Linked DNA regions of Bicyclus anynana: region 2 is linked to region 1. The links are chromatin contacts, called in public Hi-C maps. All regions are on one chromosome and are shown on one strand. The core of a region is the stretch at or near the end of the contact, and the rest is flanking DNA. Distances in the headings are between cores, read along the strand shown. Region 1 overlaps LOC112058060 (maternal protein pumilio). Region 2 overlaps LOC112058060 (maternal protein pumilio).

What was found. A called contact is a pair of places that touch in the nucleus more often than the background predicts.
Region 2: a Hi-C map of whole body shows a contact between it and region 1, with 2.7 times the contacts expected there. The contact joins two enhancer-like sites. A contact is called at or near these places in 2 of 2 Hi-C or Micro-C datasets (whole body and whole larva).

The regions. Positions count from the first base shown.
Region 1 is chr4:4,481,566-4,484,265 of ilBicAnyn1.1, forward strand. It overlaps LOC112058060 (maternal protein pumilio), which reads right to left. Exons shown (of 17, transcript XM_052881337.1): 12 at 1,428-1,611; 13 at 971-1,071. Among protein-coding and RNA genes, the nearest start is that of LOC112042899, 33 kb to the left of the region's middle. Within about 2 kb of position 1,441, at least 8 of the 8 cell types and tissues checked have open chromatin away from gene starts, as enhancers often do.
Region 2 is chr4:4,553,134-4,555,833 of ilBicAnyn1.1, forward strand. The region is part of intron 6 of LOC112058060 (maternal protein pumilio); the gene reads right to left. Among protein-coding and RNA genes, the nearest start is that of LOC112058060, 21 kb to the right of the region's middle. Within about 2 kb of position 1,293, at least 8 of the 8 cell types and tissues checked have open chromatin away from gene starts, as enhancers often do.

The DNA.
Region 1 (2,700 bases), core at 191-2,690:
ACAATGGTGAATCAAAACTAGGATTGTGTGAATTTGTCCCGAATTTCATAGTTCTCGTTCCCGTTTGTAGCCTCAGGGGGTGGTTTCAATGTTCATGTATTTTTTACACTGAAAAAGTTCTGTTATAAAAATACTAACAACAATGCAATATTGTCACAAAAAAGGTTTTGTTGATATGTTCTGATTAATCACTAGTTTGAACGTAGCTAGATACAAACTAAAATTCACGAATGAGTTAGTTTTCGACTTATTATCAATTTATCATCATTAGTTATCTAATAACACTACCTGACGTTTTAAAAGTGCTTGCAAACTAAGCTTATTGAAATAAATGAAGTTTGATTTGATTAAACATATATTAAAGAATACATTTTTACAATGTCAGTATTAGCATTATCAATATTAGTAATCTTACTTATACTGTAAACGCGAAAATATTCTTGATTATGACGCTTTCGACCATAACTACTGAACCAATCATCATGAAATTCTGCAAACATATTGTCAGGGGTACTAAACACCTACAGTATATAAAATTAGATTTAGTTTTTGTCTCTTTTTTTTAATGATAAATTAAGAATTGTATTAAAATAAACGCATGTTGAGTTAGCCTGTAAGTGGGGTGTACAATGTAGCATAATTATTACTTTTTAATGCATGTTATGTTTAATTAGTTATAAGTTTTTTGTATACAACGTTGGCTTCCGAATAAATAAATAAATAAATAAATAAATAAATAAACTCTCCCGAAAAGCGTACTTACCAATTTTTACTACTTAGAAAGTGGCAAGTCATACAAAATCATAATTTATTTACAATTTCATTCTTCATACATTTACGGCAGTAGGTATTTGGCAAGTACGTGTCTAGGAATAGTGGGGCGCCTCCGTATAATTCAATCGTCAATAACCAGCAAGTGTCAAACGGTTCGCGGATAGCTGTAAATACATCGATCTAACGCCGTACCAACCTGAGATAGTTCCGACCCCGCTGAGTTTGCTCAATAACGATGATGATGATCCGAACATGCCGCCGTTCGACGTCAAGCCTTGCGCCAAGTTGCTGACAGTTCTGCAAAACAAACACACGACCGTTCGTATCATTGAATACGCGCGTACCTCGTACTCGAATGCTATGCCGTATGCGGTACACGTATAGGTGCTATATATTTTAATTTATAATGAGGAATGTTAAATTAATTGTGCATGCAGAGATGTATATGTAATTAACATCGTAACAACTGTACACTGGCGGTGTGGTACGCGGTCTTGTACAATGAATTTTACAAAGCTATTTACAAAGTCACACGTCGGATTGTACGTAGACACGCACACCGAAACGATCTCACAGAACCGAGCGTCGGGTGCAAGCCTGCATGTAGTACATAAAGTAAAGGGCATATATAGGCGAGGTGGTCGGGTCGGCACCTGTACTTGGCGGTCTCGGCGCCGGGCGCGGCGGACACGGGGCGCAGCCCCACCGGGCCGAGCGCGGCGCCCAGCGGCGGCGACAGCGGCGAGGGCCCCCACTTGCGCGCGTACTCCTGCAGCGCGCCCGCCGGCCCGCCGCCGAACTCCAGCGAGTCGCGCCGCGCGCCCGCCGCAGCGCCGCCTGCAACAACATACCTCCACGCTCCACTCTCGCTCTGCAGACTCTGCTCTCTGCCGCCGCCGCGCTCATCTCTGTACCCGCGTATGTACAAATTTGAACGTCCTCTACGCGATTCATACAAATCTTAATAACAAGGCAAGCGACTCGCGACATACTTTGACATTTACAACCAAAAAATTAAGTAAATCGTCAATAACATCTGGTGAGTGTCGATGTACAAAAACAAATGTATGTCTCGCACAGCGCAGTGAATCCGCATTTAGATCCAGGTTTTCGGCTGCACTAGCCTCTATAGTTTTACAATGGTATATGAAATTTCTATTAAAATTGCCTTTTATTAAAATTTCTACGACGCGATTCGATATTTTACTATTTACACGAACTTGTTCATTTGAGAGCAGGTAAAATGAACATTCTTTGAAAAGGGGAACGACTAACTAACAATAATTAATATTATCTTACAAGCCGTTGATTGCCCGATCGCTAGATGCGTCTCTAACATAATATCTACACAACTATGCAATACTTTATCGAATTCATTCCATTTTAATCAACCTTCGAATAATAACAATACTACGCATCATTCTAAGATATCCTATAGAACAAGTAGATAATCAACATGATTAAAAATAATAGGACACTGTGTGCTTTAGTAAAATGAATCAGTATGTATTATAATGAAAAATTGTTAACTATTAGTTATGTCAAATCTTAAATTACTAACAAAGTTATAAGCTATTAATAAAGCAAAATTACATAATTATTAATTATTTATGTACAAAATATGAATTGTCTATAAAGATGATCATGCGTAACAAATTATAGTAGGTATAGTATAAAAAAATTAAATGTTAGGTCTACAAAGTGACTGTCCCTATACGAATATGTAAGGCATGGCTAATTTTAACGAAATGAGTATTTTACCACGAACTTTTCTTACCAACCTATTAAAATAAACATTAAACCAACTGAGAAATATCATCTACCTACAGTATGATATCCAAGAATGGTTGTCAGTAAGCACCGGATGACATTTGTTACATAGAATCTTAATTTCGTATATGTCAAGTAATATACGACGAAGTTTGT
Region 2 (2,700 bases), core at 43-2,542, 71 kb after region 1:
AAATATCACCAGACTATTTTTAATGGTTCCCTAGACAGCTCTTATTCTCCTTCAAAAGAGGGGAGATTTGAGATTTATAGGCTTAAGTATTAATGACTCAGTCAACGAAATCAGATGCTAATGATATTATCCGAAATGGAGTCTATAAGGTGCTACTGGGAATTTTTAGTTGGCATTTATATTGTACTAGCAAACGCCCGCGAATTCGTCAGCGTGGAATTCAGTTTTTCACAAATCCCGCGGGAACCATGTTTTTTTCCGGGATGAAATGCCTATGTGTTAATCTAGAAAAAATCTATTTTCTTTCCCAAATTTCCCCGAAATCGCTTTAGTAGCCGCAGCTTTTTTTTTCATACTTTTGGCTTTTAATATTAATGTTAAGAAGCAAATAAGAAGAGTGGGTTTTAAAGTAATTGCAAAACTGTGCAGCTTTTACTAAAAAAAAACATAGTAACAACATAAGTTTAAAAAAATACTACTTATTAATAAAACTAATACATTATATTGAAAAATTTACTTTTTAATTATTCTGTCTAATGTAACTATCCGAGGGTGGCATTGGCAGAGGCTACGATTATAATAAATATGTACACATCGTAATATTATCTCAATCAAGGCAACTGGGGTGGCAGAACATAAAGCCATCTACAGTAACGTGGTGTGCTGAAGTAATGCTGAATAAGTAAGCGGGAATGCTGAATAAGTATGGTGACGTGGTGTTGCAGCAATGCTGAACGAGTCAGCGGGTCGATTGCGCGGCGCTACATCCGCGCGTGGCATTGACAGAGCCCACGATCATAAGTCCACACGATATCTCATTCAATGCAATTTGGGTGGCTTTTAACAAGGAGCTAGTCTCTCATGTCGTCAGCAAAACAGAGCCCTCTATGGTATCGCGCTGTGTTGCAGCAAAGCTGAATAAGTGAGCGGGTCTATGGTAACATGGTGTTGCAGCAATGCTGAGCGCGTCAGCGGGTCGATTGCGCGGCGCCATCCGCGCGTGGCATTGACAAAGGCCACAATCGCAATATGTACACACGATATCTCATTCAATGCAACTTGGATGGCTTTTAACAAGGACCTAGTCTCACATGTCGTCAGGAAAACAAAGCCATCTATGGTAACGCGCTGTGTTGCAGTAAAGCTGAATTAGTGAGCGGGTCTATAGTAACGCGCTGTGTTGCAGCAATGCTGAACGAGCCAGCGGGTCGATTGCGCGGCGCTATCCGCGCGTGGCATTGACAGAGGCCACGATCAGCGCGCGGTTATTGCCCGCTTCCAGTGCGCCTCGCGCGCCGCCTGCGCCGGCCTTCGCGACCGACGCGGACGCTCCAATTCCGCTCTAAAGACTCTGACACACTTGATGGTTAAGTATAAAGGACAACGACAACACAATCTGACAAGATTTGTGAAAAATCGCGTACAACAGCCAAACTAGTACAATAAGAAAAATTATTACAATCAATCGCCATTTTTTTTTTACTGTGTCATGCGAGATATGACTAATATGACAATACGTACGTACGTTACGTAAACAATAGAAAATACCGATGCTGACGCCCCTATGTTGTTGACAACAATCGATATTAGAATATAATTCCGAAAAAAAAATATAACTTGGTCACCCTAGGGATTTTTTTCAAAACTAATTAAATTAGTTTCAGATTATTGCGTTTTATCCATTAATTACAGGACACACTGTATCTTAATAAAAGCAACAAGTATCAATAATAACCTATTACATTGATAAATAAATCTCAGAGGTGCACAAGTGTGCACAAAGCCTTACACACTCATTGAAAGGTGCTCCTAAAACACGGTATGCAGACGATTACTCATTTAAACTGGTTATCGCGATCACATTAAATTTGCTATTATTATTGTTCTCGAGTACCCTACAACTGCTTTATTCTTACTTTCAAACACATAATTACCTACTCAGTATGGAGACAAATTACCAAATTTTAAAGATTAAAAGTCACCTTAACGAGTACGATAATTAACTATTACAAATGCCGTTGATATTATTACATACACATTAAAATCCTCTTTTTTTCGTCACATCCTTTATAATATTATTGAAGGGTATTTTAATGAATTACTTATGCATTATCGCTTAGATGTAGATATAGATAAAATCAACCAAGCTCGACTCGACCTTACATCATTGTTAGAACATCGTAATTCATAACTTACCAAATTACCTAAATGTTCACTTGTTGTTTGTTTTGTAAATGTTTAGTTAAGAAGTCTATCCGATTCATTATTTAAAATTTACTTCATAGCCTGCCAAATTACTCGTATTTACGAATTTTATTTCAGGGCTTACCAAGTTATTTTAGAAATTTATAGATGTCATGCCTCATGTGAATGTTATTTCATCAATGGAACGAAACAATCAATTCCAGACGAACTCTACTCTTTTTTTTTTATTCAATGTTAAGTTAGCCCTACACTGTGTGAAGAGGTACAAGCAATGATAATCTTATACTATAGATAGGTTACGTCCCTACAAAATCTCCGCAAAAATGTTCGAATCTCCGAATTACTACACCACTGAGCGCACACCTGCACAATTTTGTCTTCAATTCCATTATATATTTATGTATATATAGTTTGTAAAAACTTCCTGAAAGAGTTAACTTCTCCTGCCGGGCTAGCATGGGCAAGGGATAAAATTTTTATCCACCCATTATATCC